4 separate regions of the Mus musculus genome follow, and all the other regions are linked to region 4. A link is a contact called in public promoter capture Hi-C data. All regions are on one chromosome and are shown on one strand. The core of a region is the stretch at or near the end of the contact, and the rest is flanking DNA. Distances in the headings are between cores, read along the strand shown.

Region 1 (4,321 bases), core at 900-3,399, 1.9 Mb before region 4:
TTGACAGGCCCAATCTGTTGTAGGTCTTGTGCAGGCAAACGTGCTATGTATTTTCTTTTTATGTGCATTGGTGTTTTGCCAAAGTGTATGTCTATGTGTATAAAGGTGTCCAATCCCTGCAGTTACAGAAGTTGTAAACTGCCATGTGTACTGGGTACTGGGATTTGAAGCTGGGTCCTCTGGAAGAACAGCCAGTGTTTTTATAACTACTGAGCCATTTCTTCAGCCCTATGATATAATTTTTTAACACTGAAATTTACGTCCACTTGTAGATTGAAGAGATGGCTCAGTAGTTGCAGACACTTTGCCCCCAAGCCTGAAACACCCATAGGATGACGTCCTTTCTCTTCCATGAGCACTCAGTACCACATACACACAACAAACAAATGTAAATAAAAAAGAAATATATATATATATATAAACTATTTTTGGTCCATTTGAAACTACTCTGATGCTCATATTGGGTACCATTGTTTTTTACCTAAATTACTAGGCGACTGCACAATTCCAATCCATGTTTTAAGAGCTGATAGGAGAGACCTTCAATATACTGTTTCTTCTGAGACAATCTCCTATAATCTAGGTTCGCCTCTAATGCACTGTGCAGTGGAGGACGGCCTTGAACTCTTTAATGTCTTGCCTTAGTTTCCTGGGTGCTGGGATTACAGGCACATTGCCGCCATGCCGCTGCCTCTCAAATGACTTTTTTTTTTTTTTCCCTGTTCTGAGGACCAGGCAGACACCCAGGGTCTCATGCAGGCAGTCTATTAACTAAGCTGCAGCCTTAACCCCTTCAATGAAATTGAAAACATTTTGTCATGTTGACTTCACATGACACGGCTATTTTTTTGCTTGTTTTCTTTCTTTTTTTTTTTTAAAGATTTATTTATTTATTATATGTAAATACACTGTAGCTGTCTTCAGACACACCAGAAGAGGGAGTCAGATCTTGTTACGGATGGTTGTGAGCCACCATGTGGTTGCTGGGATTTGAACTCTGGACCTTCGGAAGAGCAGTCAGGTGCTCTTACCCACTGAGCCATCTCACCAGCCGGTTTTCTTTCTTTCTTTGTTTATTTATTTATGGTTTTTCGAGACAGTGTTCCTCCTGTGTAGCACTGTCACTCTCTCTGTAGACCAAGCTGGGGTTAAAGGTGTGTGCCATCACAGCCGGCTAACAGAGCTGTACTTGAACATGCTTGTTTTCATTTTGTGTACCTACAATGCTGTACTCTGCCTTCTCCAGTTTCCTGATTAGAACGTCACAACGATCATGTTAGTGATATTGACCTATTACTACACGGTGCCACAAAGAACCCAAACATCACAGTACTGAGATTTATATTTTTCTGCTTTTGAGACGTATTTGGGGTGGGAGCAGATTTCTGGGAAAAGTGAATACCCTTCTCTGAGTACTGAATTGCTCTTAACGGAAGAATACACTTCGAGGTAACAGTTTACTGTAGTTTAACCCCACCACCTCCTTCTGAAGGAGCAGTAGATCTGGGGTCCTGTCCTATTAGAATTAGAAATGAGTTTCCCTAAGAATAGGATAAGGTTTAAAAATCGGTAATAATAAGAATATTGAAACAATATTTGGGTAGCACTGCCCAACCATTCTCTTATTTTTTCTTCAATAATCTAACATGGTATACTAAATTTTGCCAAAGTGACGAAAAACACCAAGCGTGGTTGCAACGATAGCTGAGTCTGATTTGATGGCTCCCCATCCTAGGTTTTTTCATATTCTACAGGACTACGACAAATCCGCGCAGTCCGAGGAGCTAGAAATTCTACATCATCGCCAGGACCAGTTCCCAGCCCACTTCCGCGTCCTCAGTTTACCTCTGCCGACCTCGGGATTCCCACAAGGCTGGCCTAGGGGTCTCCAGAGCGGCATGGCGAGGCCGTCATCGTCTCCAGCCAGACCAACGACCTGGCGGCCCGCACAACCCGACCTCTCCTTACCTGAGGCCAGAGGCCGCCAGGTATCCAAGGCCGCGCGCCGAGAAGGCGTGGCTCCGGGCCCCGAGTGACTTCCGTCGTGGCGTGATGACGACAGCGCGACAGACGTGCTGTGTCTGGTGGCTGCGGACGCTGGGGGCTGTTGGGTAGGGGTTCGGGGCTAGCGCTGGGCTGGCCCGTTTCCCGGTAAAGACTGTATCCAAACTGAAGGAGTCACTTTTTAATAGGGAACCTATATTGTTCATTTGCTAGCAACTGCTATTAAAGACCAATAAGATGGTAGGTCCCCAGGCCGGGAATTCCGGCCTGCCTATGGGCGGGGACTGCTGCGGCAAGCCACGCCCCGGCCTGGCCTGGACGCAGGTTCCGGGCAGGCTCTTGCCGGGTAGCGATCAGGAGACCTAAAATGCCAGGTCTTACCAAAATTTAGAAGTAGAAGCTGGGGTAGGGAGTGGTGACGCGCCGGAGATGTAGTACTATTGTGGAGCTGGGGAAGCGTTTCGGGAAGAGGTACTGGCTTGGGCCAACGGTTGCCATGGAAACGGGAAACACGCTTGCTTCCGCAGAGGCTTCACTGAGAGAGGGCTGTCTGTGGCTTTGTAGTCAAAGCCTCTGCAGCCTCAAAACTTGGAGCAGGCACATGTAGGAAGCTCAGCAGTTTTTATTTTCATCTATGTCTTAATACAGAGCAGTATGCGTTAAGGATATTAAAATACACAAGTTTTAAGGCACTTTTCACGACTGTGGTTATGACGATTTTAGAAAGTGGGAAAGAGTGTGAAAGAGAACGATCTCTTCTCTCCCACTGAAGATCAAATCCAGAGCCTTCCACATCGTGAGCTGTACCATTGAGTTAAGTCTCAGCCAGGAAACTTTTCTAGTGGAGTGCTGCAGAATTGAATAGAGTGTGCAATTAAGGATGCAAATGATCAAGTGTGCAATTAAGGATGCAAATGATCAGGATCTGGACTTGGGCAAGTCACGGGATCATTCGGTACTGTAAGTGTACTAGAAGTGCCAGGACACCAGACCGGGAGCAGCTCCTGGAGCAGTTCTCTCACTGTACCAAGTTGCAGAAGGAGCTTGAGGGTTTTAGAGTCAGCTGCTCCGAAGTCCGGTGTCTGAGAAATGACTTGTATCTGGTGAACTTGAACATGCTGCTTAATTGGAGCATTTTCTACGTGTAAATTGAGGATAGATTCTAAAGGTTTATTATGAGGATTATGGATTGAATTGAGATGGCTCAGCAGGTAAAAAGGCTGAGCCTGACATCCTGAGTTAAATCCCCGAGTCCCACATAATCGAAGTAGAGAACCGATTTCTGTAAATTGTCCTCTTGACCTCTACAAGTATTCTGTGGCATGTTTATGCGCGCGCGCACACACACACATACAAATATGAATCTCAATCTCTCTCTCTCTCTCTCTCTCTCTCTCTCTCTCTCTCTCTCTCTCTTGCTCTGTTTGTTTTTTTTCAAGACAGGGTTTCTCTGTGTAGCCCTGGCTGTCCTGGAACTCACTTTGTAGACCACGCTGGCCTCAGACTCAGAAATCTGCCTACCTCTGCCTCCCAAGTGCTGGGAGGTGTGCGCCACCATCGCCTGGCCAAATACGAATTTCAAAAGGATATATTTTAGAACACTATGTATACAGTGTTCTGCCTACATGTATGACTGCACACCAGAAGAGGGTACCAGACCTCATTATATATTGTTATGACCTACCATGTGGTTACTGGGAATTGAACGCAGGATCTCTGGAAGAGCAGCCAGTGCTCTTAACCTCTGAGCCATCTCTTCAGCCCCCATCAATACAAATTTTGAAATGGGATATTCATATATATATATATATATATATGTATATATATATATATATATATATATGTCAGTTTCATAGTATACTTGTTCATTTTCTATCTTGGTGAAGCATTCTGTGACTTTACAATCTTAGAACAGCTGATTGTGGACTTCTGGCAGCATGTTCAGGTTTCGGACAGTCACCCTCCTGTAAGAGGGAAGATTTGTCCTCTCCTTGTGTCTCACCTCTAGCAGTTAACCCACACTAGGAAAGATAAGAACCAGTTTCTTTCCGTATCAAAGCTTAATAGTAATTCTTGACTGAGCTTTGATCTCCAATAGAACAGTGTTGCAGGTGTTCTCTTTGGTTTTTAATGTGTCCCAGCCCTGAGCCCTGCCTCCCCTCTTCATTCCTAGGGCAAGGGACAAAGGGGACAAAACTGAGAGGAAAGGAGTGGGACCAAATATAGAGGGAAAGTCAGTAAAAATCACCAGCATACACTGATTCAAAGAAAAGTCCTCCCATTGTCCCCAAACCAGCCAGCTAATGAGGCTACCCTG
Region 2 (3,906 bases), core at 251-2,750, 1.3 Mb before region 4:
TCCCAGAGTAAGACTATGGATATGTTGTGAGGTATACCATTAAGGCAGCTGCTTCCGATACCCTGAGCTCTCTGGATCGGGGTGTATGGGTGAGTCTGGTCCACTCTGCAGATAGATGCAGGTTGCTTCACTGGACAGCCTGCCCTGGCATAGGGCAAAGCTGGGAAACCAACACAAAGCTTTTGTGTGCATTAGGATGCAGCTCACAGAGGACTTTCAAGCCAAGCCAACTACTGTCAGGGCAGGGACTCCCCAGCCCTTTCTTGTAGCCCTGCCAGGTTTGAGAACTCTTTCCAAGAGACTGAGTGATCTTTCTGCAGGGGCCTCTAAGCTGAACCATAAGCTCAGACTTCGTAATGGAAGCTCGGGTTTCCAAGCACATTGTGTAGTACAGCTGGCCTCCCAGAGAGGCCCTAAAATGGCAAAGGCGGTAATTCTGGGAGCCGTTTTCTCTTTCCTCTGACCATGAGACATTAACAAAGATATTAGCACAGCCATTTCACTCCAATGGCCAAAGTTTGGGTTGCCTCTTTTCCTTAATTGTATCTCTTTCCCCCCCGTTATCTCTCAGTTTATTAAGTCATGGGATTGCATATTTGTGAAGTAGGCCATTTAGGGAGGGCTAGGGGTTCAGATAATTAGAGAGGGAAAAGGTGCCCTAGGGCCATGTTTTCAAGGCTTCTGCCTCACACAAATTAGGTGGCTCTGTGTTTTTTATTATAATTTTTTTAACTTTATGTTAAGGTTTCAAATTTATACTAAGGAGGTTAAAAAGCACCTGTGATTATCACCTTGTGGTTGATCATTCACTCATACACAATCCATTTACCCCTTAGGTGTGTCATTAGGATTTCCCCCCATTATTGAGCAGATTGCCTCGTGGTATTGCGTAGGTAAGAAAACCTCTCCTTACCTTCAGCTCCTGTTCACCATGGATATGTTGGTGCCTTCCCGTCATTTTCACAGGCACAGAGAATCAGATGCAGGAAGGCAGGTGTTTTGTTATCCATTGGCCTTGTGGGAAATATTTAAAAATGAGAACAGGCACACATTCCTGAACTTGTGCATTTGCCCCAGCGGACTGGCTGGCCATGCACTGGTGGGCAATGACCAACCTGTTTTTATCTTGTGGAGACTCTGACTCAGAACTCCAAGATCTCTCTACCCAGCTCACTAAGTTTCCTCTGGTAGGTTGTTACCATGCCAAACCCATGCTTCAAATCTCCCACAGCCTTTGTGGCACACATCTGGCAAATCCACACTTTGTTGCTGTACCTTTCTCTTTTGAACTCAGACGAGCCGTCGTATGAAGGAAAATGCAACACAAACTTAGTTCAGAAACAATGGTAACTCAATCGCTGAGCACAACAACTAAAATCCTAATCTTGTAAGCCTTATTAAAATCTGATTCCTCCAATGGCGAATCATTGCAGATCTACCATGATACCAGGAAGCTCTAGCAGCTACATCTTACCCCTCTGCTGTCCCCATTCCAAAAGGGCCTAGCTCTCTCCTGCTTCCTCTCTTCCTCTGTCCAACCTGGAAGTCCTGCCTACTCACCAAGTGATTGACTCCTTTATTCATGAGGGGATTGGTTCACAAGAAGTCACCTGAATATGACTCACTCCTTGTCTACAACCCCTCCCAGCAGAGCAGAATTAGCATACAAACAGCACAGGACCCATCCACAACATTGGCTTTCACTTCTAGTGACCAGAAAGCATTTGTTAACTGTTTTTGTTACTGTGTGTGTATCAATGGTCCAGTCATTTTTATTGGGAAGTGTTTTTCCATTGTATAGAAGCACATGTGTTTGGTTCTTTAAAACTCATGTTCTAAGGAGTCAAGAATCATGGAGACCAAGAATCTTATCTTGGCGTGCTTAATGGACTCTGGCTTCTAAGAAAGGGGCGTTTTTGCATAGGTAACCTGTCATCCATGCTTTCTTGAAATGAGGCACTATGACCAGAATATAATGTAGAAGGAAATAAAATTGAAATGAGCAGGTTATGAAGTAGAAAATCACCATCCTGTGGCTTACACTTCTAGCAGATACTATGAATGAAGGCTCTGCCAAGGGTGAACCCATCACTCCCCTTTCCAAGAAAACAACGACAATGTTGTCTTGTGTTGGTTGTGAAATTTGTCAAGAATGTTTAGGACCCTTTGAAGAATGAAGATGGATGCAGCCATCTGCAAGAAAATAGAGCAAAAGAACAGTAGTCACATGTCTGTGCTAGTGGTATGTTAAAGGGACAATATACCTCCTTGCAATAGAATTGGTAAAATGGACTTGAACAATTACTATATGAATAACCCAATAACCTCAAAAAGTCACTCGATAAGATCCAGTTCTTACTGTGACTTAAAAGCCAGCCAGTAGACTAATATCCCTAGGGATCATGAGATGAGGTCTTGCCATGCTCAACAAATAATTCTCTAAACCTTGTTTTACAATTTGCCATAAACGGTACAGGGGCACCTTGATTAAAGCCACTGCTAGCATTGTCTGAGAGCCCCATAACTCACATGAAAAGATGTAAGGGATGTTATATATTAAATTGTATCTCCCAAAAGAATGCATGTTGAGGTACTAACTCTGCCAAAAGTCAGGTCACTGAGATGCACTCCAATCTAGTATGACAGGTGTCCCATGAGAAGGAAAAGGGTAGGTGCAGGGAGGGGAAAGATACTACGTGTATACATGAAGGAATGTCCTGCTAAGATAGAGTTGGGGATCATGGAGGCATATCTGTAAGCCAGGGAGTACCAAGAGCAGCAGCAAATCTCTTGGAGCTGAGAGCCCTAGAAGGACCCAGTACTGACCACCCATTCATTTCCAACTTTTGACCTCAGAACTGCTAGGCAAGACCTTTTGCTTAAGCCACTTGGCATGTGGTGCTTTTCTGTAGCAGCCATGGGGCACAGATACGACTTCTAACACTTCACTGACACTGTGTGTCAGACACTATTTTGAAACTCAGGCAGGGAGGTTTATCATGCTAGCCAAAAGCTGATAAACCAATAAGAGGTGGAACAGGGCTTTAATCGGATCAATCTGCTTTCTCAGCAATTATCTAACATCACTAGCTGTGTCATAGTCAGACCCATAAATATCACTTTTAAAAGTAAAACGCAGGAGCCGGAGAGATGCTTCAACAGTTAAGAGTACTTGCTGTCCTTTCAGAGGACCTGGGTTTAGTTCCCAGCACCTAGTTCTCAGCACAGTGGCTCACAACTGCCAGTAACTATAGTTCCAGGGAATTTAGTACCCTTTTCTGGCCTCCTCGAGTTCCTGTATGCATGTGGTACACACACTTATACTCATGCATACTCATGTAAAATAATAAATAATTTTTAAGTATAAAATACAGTTAGATTAATAGGTGCATCATCCTCTGTAGTTTTCCCTGGATGAATTGAATATTTAAATGTACCTATAGCTTAATAAGAGAACCAAAAGATGATACACATAAGTATTAATTTTTTTCTGTGGCACCAAATACTTATATAGATATCCTATGTAGAAAAAAATTCTATGTGGGAAATATGTAAAAAAGTAGGAATGTGATTTCTAGATTTTGTTTTTATATTCTATAGTTCATGTATATCAAAAATAATTCAGAGAATAGAAAGAGTCAGAGGAATACTTGTAAGTGAGAATATGTTAAATAGATTAATATTTTTACTGTATAATAACACAAATTAGAATAAACAGCCCAATCACAAATGACCAAAGGGCATAAGTTGATAATTTATGAATGAAGAAATATTAATGGTTGGTTAACTTATGAAGAGCATTCAAGCTAATATTCAAATAAAAAGTGAAACAAAGGGCCTCTGCAGTTCGCCAATTAAAATGACAAAGATTAAAAATAATGATGATTTTCAGTGATGGTGAGATTG
Region 3 (3,970 bases), core at 271-2,770, 1.8 Mb before region 4:
CAGCCATCTATTGAACGAAGCACAGGGTTCCCAATGAAGGAGCTAGAGAAAGCACCCAGGGAACTGAAGGGGTTTGCAGCCCCATAGGAGGAACAACAATATGAACTAACCAGTATCCCCAGAACTCCCTGGGACTAAACCACTAATCAAAGAAAACACATTGTGGGACTCATGGCTCTAGCTGCATATGTAGCAGAGGATGGCTTAGTTGGTCATCAATGGGAGGAGAGGCCCTTGGTCCTGTGAAGGTTTTATGCCCCAGTATAGAGGAATGCCAGGGCCATGAAGTAGGAGTGAGTGGGTTGGGGAGCAGGGGGAGGGGGTGGGAATAGGGGGTTTTCGGAGGGGAAACTAGGAAAGGGGATAACATTTGAAATGTAAATAAAGAAAATATCTAATAAAAAAAAGAAACTTTGCAATGGGCATAGAGGGGGCTTTGTAGTTAATGCCATACCTGGCCTCTACCCACCGAATTGCAGCAGCACCCTCCCAGTGGACCAGTTAAATATATATATGTATCTCCAGACATTGCCCAGTTTCCCCTGGGAGACAACACTGTGGCCAGCTGAAATCTTGGTGCAGTGAGAGATTTTTAAGTATGCTCTCTAGAAAGAGGTAAGCTCTGTCTCTGGGTGCTATGGTTTGAGGATCATTATTATTTTTTTTTTATCAGCTTTTTCTGCATTTCTGAATGCGGAGTCTACAAAGTATACACATTAAGGTGCTGAATAAAACATGAGTGTGCGGGGTTTTGTTTGTATTGATTTTGTGGCTGAGCAGAGGTGTTCTGTTCCCATCTCTGACTCCTGGATCACAGGGAGGGAGAGACTTATTCAAACCCCCTTTTGCGTGTAGCTGCCTTTGGCACCTGTGAGGCCTCTATAAAGGAACTCCTCCTCCCACTCTCCGGGCTCCCTCCCTCCTCCGGGAGAGAAGGAAGGATTAGTGTGCAGGCTCTCTCCCAGGGCAGATGGAGTCCGGTGCTCTTTGTATGAAGTTGGTATCAACTTCCTAACTTTATTTCAAAAGAGCAGACAGGCGATGTGTTGACCAAAAATGTCAGCCATTAGCCAGGAACCCACCTGAGCTGCCGTGGTGTTTACAGCAAAAGACGTCTCAAAGGCTCCTAAAGCGTCGCATCATCATGTTTACAGAGCGCTCCGAAATGGATAAGAAATGCTCTATTGAGTCTGATTTCTCCATTATCCCGGCGCGTTCAGAGTTTTAAAAGGGATCAAAATTCCATTTTCCCCCCAAGAAAGAGAACGCAGAATCACAGATTTCATTACCAACTTAAAACAAATTGAGCAAAAAATTACGGGGAAGGTCTCCCCGCCCCCCCCCCCCCCCCCCCCCCCATCCAGAAAGGCCTCCTTTAAAAGCCTGCGCACATCTGCACACTTAAGGATGTACCTTCTGCCAGGGTCTAAGGAAGTTAGCTCTGGAACACGTGTGAGTTCACTGACTCCCCCTTCACTTTCAGAAGCTGAATAAAAAAAGACGAAGACGCATCCTTTAGTTTGTTCTAAAGCCTGATGCATCTGCCGAGCAAGTTTGGATAGAGCATTGAGAGCTCATCCGAGGAGGATGGAGGACAGCGTTAGCCTGGAAACGGGCCAGGCACTGGGGCAGCTTTTGGCTTTTCTCTTCAAATAAATTAGAAAAAAAAAAAAAAAACCCTCAAGCTTTTCATTTAGCTGTTTAAAAATCATTCCCTGAGCTCTTTTTTCTTAGCACAAAAAAACCTTGTTTACATCAGAAAGGATGCTTTTAAGTACAGGAGCCACGAGGCACGATCCAATTTACTTCCATTCATTTCCCCTCAATTAATAAAATAAGAATTTCTGGTTCCAGTCCGCTCAGCCTTGTGTCAAGAGTGGACAGCCCTGTGAGTCTTCTGGCTTTTCCACTGTACTGCCCAGAGCTAATGGGTTTGGGGGAGGGGGACAAGGACTTAGGAGGAGGCACAGTCAGGTGAGCTTATGATCTTTGAGCCTCAGAACTGTGGCTATTGATGCACAGTAGGTGTCCCTCCAATCTTAGGATTAAAAAAATATTTATTTATTTTATTTTACGTTTGTGAGTACACTGTAGCTGTGCAGATGGTTGTGAGCCTTTATGTGGATGTTGGGAATTGAATTTTTAGGACCTCTGCTCACTCCGGTTAACTCTGCTCGCTCAGTCCCTGCTCGCTCTGACCAAAAGATTTATTTATTATTATACCTAAGTACACTGTAGCTTTCTTCTGACACACCAGAAGAGGGCACCAGATCTCATTCCAGGTAGTTGTTAGCCACCATGTGGTTGCTGGGATTTGAACTCAGGACATTTGGAAGAGCAGTCAGTGCTCTTACCCGCTGAGCCATCTAGCCAGCCCTGGACTTTTCAAATGAAAATAAAAAACTTTATTTTTGATTCTTTGTGGTGTGCATGTACACTCTTACAGGCACAGTGTTGGTGTCTTTCTCTATTGCCCTTTCATCTTAGTTTTTGAATCCAGAGCACACTAACTGGCTAGACTGGCTGGCTAGTGAGCCTCTGGGGCCCTCCTGCCTCTCTCCCTCCTCTTAGCTAAGGTTACCAGCATGCTCCACTGTGCTTGGCTTTTGACAGGGTCATAGGGATCTGCTTGCACAGGAAGCGCTTTACCCGTTCTGCTGAGCCCTCACTTGATGTTTTATCAAGAGAATTTTTCTCATCTTAAAAGAGCTTGAAGCTGGGCAGTGGTGGCACACACCTTTAATCCCAGCACTTGGGAGGCAGAGGAAGGCAGATTTCTGAGTTTGAGGCCAGCCTGGTCTACAGAGTGAGTTCCAGGATAAAGACTCTGCTCATTTGGTGAGCATCGTTTTGGGTATAAATACACAGATGAACTTATAAATAGACAATCAATTTTATTAGGCACATTTTCATGTCAGTGGATATAGTGACACATTATCACTTTCACTGGCTGCCTTTATTGCATGACACATGCTATGTTGGGCATCTCTTGTTCATTTGATCAATCTTTTTCTCCTTTCTTACCCCAATCTTTTTTTTACTCTTTCCTTACTTCCTCTGTCTTTGCCCCCTCTCAGTTCCAGTGTGTGCAGGTGCATGTGTGTGAAGATACATGTGTGTGTGGGTGCATGTATGTGTATGCATGTGTGTGCGTGCAGGTTCACATGTGTACACATCTGTGCATGTGTGTGCATGATCACATGTGTACACACGTGTGCAGGTGCATGTATGTGTGTGTAGGTGCATGTGTGTGTGCAGGCTCACATGGGTACACATATGTGCAGGTGCATGTGCAGGTACATGTGTATGCACATGTGTGCTGGCGCATGTGTGTGCAGGTGAACATGTGTGTAGGTCCATGTGTGTGCAGGTACATTGTTTGTGTGCAGATGCAGGTATAAGTGCATGCATGTGGGAAATGCCTATCTTGTTTCTTATCTTCTTATCTGCCTATCTTCTCCCTGGCCTAGAGGATCCCACCCATTGTGCTAGGTGTCTCGATTGGCAAGTGCACTGGACTGACTAGTGTGTGAGCCCCAGGGATTTACCTGTCTCTGCTTCCCCTGTGCTGAGATGACAAGGGGGGGGGGGCACCAGGTCTAGCTTTTTTAAAAGGTGGATTTTAGGGATCAGATTCAAGTTCTAATGCTTGCAAGGCAAGCACTTTACTGACCCATCTCTCCAGCCCTTCCTCTGGAAAATTTTTCTCTTCCCTCCCTTCTGTCCTCCAATCATCCCTCTCCTACTTTTTGCACCCCTCCACTGGACATGCATTTTCTATGCTGGTCGTACCTGTAGTGTAGAGGTTTCAATGGTGAAGGAGGCAGTGAAGCTCCCACCTTTAGGAGTACATAAACCAGCAGGAGAGGCAGGGAAGTTGCTACCAGGGGAAGAGTAACATCTATCATGTGATCACAGCCTGGGGAAGTGCCAGGAAGGAGGCAGACTGGCTGATGGCCAGTGGGGAGTG
Region 4 (4,072 bases), core at 1,435-3,934:
CTATTCTTTCATGGCTGGGCCTGCAGTATCTTGTCTTCTGAATGTAGCCTCAGGCACTTCCTTTGCTCCCACACATTCTATTCTATTTGGTTGTGAAGCCATCCTGGACTCCTATTGATTCCCTGTCTGACCACCCCACATTGTGTCTTTGTGTCTTATGCTATTGACTTGCCTCTGAGAATGGCAAGGCAAGGCAAGTCTACCTTTCCGTTCTGTCCAGCTCCTGCCCTTCCCCAACAATCTCTCTAGTCTCTATGCCTCTGCTTAATGGTGCTTCTTCCTCTGCCCAATTTTTATTTCCTCAGCCTCATCCCGGACAGAATAAATTCATAGATGTCAGCCCCCTTGAGTACTGTTGAAAGCTCTAGAACCCTTGATCCTGGTATTTGGGCTGACTGGGTCTGACTACCAGCTTTCTGGTCCATTAGTTGTTGCAGAAACTGGATAGGAAGGTAAGTAAGCTATCTCTTAAGAGGCCAGAGCAAGGACAGTTAGCTACCAGCTTGGCAGGATTGGCGATTCTTGGGATGTACTTCTCTCTGTCTTGTCTCCAGACTGCAAGCCTCCCTTTGAACCAGGATGCTGTCTGCCTTAATACTCTATCTTTGTATCTATAAAAACAATACCTACAGACATAGCTGATACTTAATAGCTAAGGAAAGATGGAAAGAGGAGAAAGTTTGGGCTGTGACACATTGTGGCCATCCTTGAAACAAATGGAAAAAGGTGGCAGGTGAGACAGCTATGTGATGTGCACTTTCAAACTAGACAAATTACTGGGGTAGTCCAAGAAATGAAGAAGTGCCTTAGCTAGGATTACTGTTACTGTGATGAAACACCATGATCAAAAGCAACTTGAGGAGGAAAGGGTTTTGTTTCTCACAGCCCCATGTAACACTTCTCACCAAAAGCAGAGAGGGCAGGAACTCACAAGGGGTAGGAATCAGAAGGCAGGGGCTGATAGAGAGGCCATGGACGGGTGCTGCTTACTAGCTTGCTCCTTATGACTTGGTCAGCTTGTTTTCTTATAGATCCCAGGACCACCAGCCTAGGAGTGGCACTGCCCACAATGGGCTGGGCCCTCCCCCATGAATCATTTAAAAATATGCCCTACTGGCTTACCTATAGTCTGATCAAGGCTCCCTCCTCTGATGACTCTAGTTTGTGTCAAGTTGGCATAAAACTAGCTAGTACAAGAAGCAGGACCCAGAAGAGAATTAGGGCCATTGGCTGAAAGACATAAGACAACCAGGACTTCTAAGAAGCTAAACATATTCTCTTAGGGAGTACAGGAAGGCTCTGTTAACATTGTGATTACCCTTGACACACTCATACCACCCTCATCCTAAACAATTCTGACAAACTGCTCTTGGAGTCATCAGACTCAGATCATTCCTGCTTTAATTAAGATAAAGTGAGCTTTTAAAGTCAGAGTCCAGCCAGTTTTGGACTTTTTTTTCTTCTTCTTTTATTTAAGTATTCACTGGGGAAACACTCCAGATGGGACAGGCAGGAGTGAAGAGGAAAAGTGATCACCAGGTCCCAGAGTAGGGAGGATGCTATGAGGAATATTTAGCTAGGCAGGATAGGCTCTAAATTCCTCCTTGCCCTAATTGTTCCTCCCCCATCTCTGGTCTGATGTCCTTCCTCCCGCCATCTGTTTTCTTTATGGCATTTATCACTACCTGCCTCTGTGTTCATTTATTTATTTTATTTATTGCTTTTCCTTTGCCTGTTCGGTGAGTGCAAGGGCTTTGTCCTATTGACCGCTACATCCTCCGTCTCAGATCAATGTCAGGTATTTAGTGGGCACTTAAAAATTAGCTGCTAAAAAACGAATTACGGAAGACAACAATTGGTTGAATCTCTGTCATATGCTAGGCCCTGTCCTTGAGGATGCTACAAGGATGGTAGTGGAGATAGGCCCGAAAATAAACACACCATGGTTCCACTCCTGATGTTACTGAAGCATATCCAATGCGCTGCAGGATCCTCAGGGCTGGAAAACTCCCGGGGTGTGCAGGGCCCTGGGAAGACGTTCCTAGTATGCTAGGGAGCCAGGCGGATCTGCAGTATAAGCAGCTGGAGACTGACGACCCGGCTCCTCGCTTCCCTCGGCCTCTCAGCATCTTCTTTTTCCTGTCCGTTGGGACCTTCACCTCTCCTCGAGTGCGCGTTGCAGGATCTGGGCGCCGGCGGGGCGCTCACGTCGTGGGACCCCAGTACATCTTCTCCCACCTCCGGAGAGCCAATCCCGGGTTTTCCAGCTTGCTTGCCCACTACCTGCGAGACCTCCACCTGCAGGTTGAGCCCCAGCCGCGGGCCAGCGCCCAGGTCCTCGCCCCCTGCTTGCAAAACAGAGCGCAGCACCCCGCCCCGCCCCCTCCGCCTGCGGGACCCCAGCCCCGCCCCGCCCCCGCGGCCCGGCCGCTTCATTCCGGGGGGGCGGGCCGGGAGCTGCGCTGTCTGCAAGGCGGGGAGATCTAGGCTGGGAGGCGGAGCGGCTCCGACATCGACCAATCACCGCTGCGATCACATCCATGCAAATACGAGCACAATGGAGCAAGCCCATCACTCGCTCCTGCAAGCAAGCTTGAAACGGGCTTCTGTCTGATCGGCAGCCCACACGACCAATGAACCTGTGTTTTGGGCAGGCGAAACCCAATAGCGCGGCAGGGAAGGCGGGCCCAAGCTGGGTTAGGGTGTCCTTGCAGGGTGTCTGAGCTAAACTTCACCAAATAATAGCTGTTTGTATTTTGGCTGCTGCAGGAGCCATTTTAGGTAAGTTCTTCTCTTAACTTTTTATTTTCCTGCCTGGCCCCGACAAGCTGGGCTTGCCCGCGGGGACCCTGTCTCCGCCCCGCTGGCCGGGATGGGGCTGCCCTATGAATGGAGCGGGGCTGAGGGGCCGCGGCGGCGCGAGGCCCGGCCGGGCAGGGGTCCGAGCGCGGCCGCGGGCGTTCGGCCAGGCCGAGGGCCCCGAGGCCTGAGGCGAGGGGTTTGGCGTCCGCCCCTCCCGGCTGCCGCGCGCTCTGGCCGCCCGCCCTCCGTCCTTGGGAGAGCGCCACTGCGGGGCCACGCGCCCAGGCTTGGGGTCCTGCTTCAGACCCCAAGCGCGGGCCTTTGCGGCGGGGCGGGGCCTGCCAAGGCTTCCCAGGGGACCCCGGCGGCCCACGGCGCGTGAGGGCCACCCCCGCGCCCGCCAGCCGCTACCGCCCCCGCGGAGAAGTTGCTCCGCTCCGCGTCCTGCGTCTGTTTGCAGGGGTGGAGGAGGGTGGGCCGGTGCCAGGCTGCTGCTCCGGGAGGGGGCGGGGGCCCCGGCGCGTCCCCGGGTCGCGCGCCCCTCCGGCCGGCTCCTCACGCACTAACGCGCACTCGCCCCCGAAAATTTGAGCCCTCAAGACTCCAAGCCACCAAGCTACCCCGCTGCCAAGTTTGGTGCGTTATTAGATTGCATGTTAGAGCTTGCAAAGAAATTAGAGAGAGGGAATATGAAAAAAAAAAAAAGAAAAAAATCTGTTTCCTTCAGGGTATTTATTTCTCTTCTCTGTTGAGAAGTAACGGAGGAATGTCCTTCCTAAAATTTCCAGGGACCATGCCTGTCAGATGTGGAGAGGGGTTGGCAGCTCCTTGGGTTTTAAAACGAGGTTATTAGGAAATCCCCGCACTAGTGAGATAATTGAAATGTGAGTTTGTTTGCAGCTTCAGTTTTATTTGATCCAATTAAAAATGCATAAGCATGCACTTTATATTTGTGTACATAGAGTATTCCTAGTTTCAGTTATGACTAATATGACTGTGGTTTCACGAGTGTGGGATCTAATAAGGCAGTATAATTCAATTTTGAGCTCGTAGGCCCGTGTTCTCCAAATTAGGCTTTATAGACCATTAGTAATCTGGCCAAGGTTTCTAGAGAGTCTCTGGCATCTCTGAGCATCTTTCTCCGGGGCTTGTTTGTGCCTTTTTTGCCACCCCTCAAGAAACTGTTCATTTCTGCTGTAACAGATCCATGAACAGAGAAAATAGATATTTTAAATATTGACAGTTTTCAAGAGTGTCTGAAATATTTTGC

Evidence for each region. Promoter capture Hi-C pulls out the DNA fragments that hold promoters and counts their contacts.
Region 1: a contact with region 4 is called in a promoter capture Hi-C map of pre-B cells. The contact joins the promoter of Ift52 here to the promoter of Chd6 in region 4. A contact is called at or near these places in 5 of 39 promoter capture datasets (the 3T3-L1 cell line, the C10 cell line, cranial neural crest and 2 more), 5 of 115 datasets of contacts at active chromatin or transcription factors (astrocytes, embryonic stem cells, forebrain and 2 more) and 1 of 9 other capture datasets (adipose tissue).
Region 2: a promoter capture Hi-C map of stem cell-derived epiblast-like cells shows a contact between it and region 4, with 4 times the contacts expected there. The contact joins the promoter of Ptprtos here to the promoter of Chd6 in region 4. A contact is called at or near these places in 2 of 39 promoter capture datasets (embryonic stem cells and stem cell-derived epiblast-like cells) and 1 of 115 datasets of contacts at active chromatin or transcription factors (embryonic stem cells).
Region 3: a contact with region 4 is called in a promoter capture Hi-C map of second pharyngeal arch cranial neural crest, with 5 times the contacts expected there. The contact joins the enhancer-like site here to the promoter of Chd6 in region 4. A contact is called at or near these places in 5 of 39 promoter capture datasets (the C10 cell line, embryonic stem cells, hippocampal neurons and 2 more) and 4 of 115 datasets of contacts at active chromatin or transcription factors (astrocytes, embryonic stem cells, large pre-B cells and 1 more).

Annotation. Positions count from the first base shown.
Region 1 is chr2:163,015,181-163,019,501 of GRCm38.p6, reverse strand. Ift52 (intraflagellar transport 52) reads right to left here and starts at 2,149. Exons shown (of 13, transcript NM_172150.5): 1 at 1,969-2,149.
Region 2 is chr2:162,388,407-162,392,312 of GRCm38.p6, reverse strand. Ptprtos (protein tyrosine phosphatase, receptor type T, opposite strand) reads right to left here and starts at 1,500. Exons shown (of 3, transcript NR_040617.1): 1 at 1,475-1,500; 2 at 914-1,014. All of the region lies in intron 1 of Ptprt (protein tyrosine phosphatase, receptor type, T), which reads left to right.
Region 3 is chr2:162,864,776-162,868,745 of GRCm38.p6, reverse strand. No RefSeq gene overlaps it. Among named protein-coding and RNA genes, the nearest start is that of Srsf6, 65 kb to the left of the region's middle. Within about 2 kb of position 1,520, at least 8 of the 459 cell types and tissues checked have an H3K27ac peak or open chromatin away from gene starts, as enhancers often do. A contact at or near this core is called in second pharyngeal arch cranial neural crest, where this site is marked.
Region 4 is chr2:161,107,698-161,111,769 of GRCm38.p6, reverse strand. Chd6 (chromodomain helicase DNA binding protein 6) reads left to right here and starts at 2,684. Exons shown (of 37, transcript NM_173368.3): 1 at 2,684-2,781.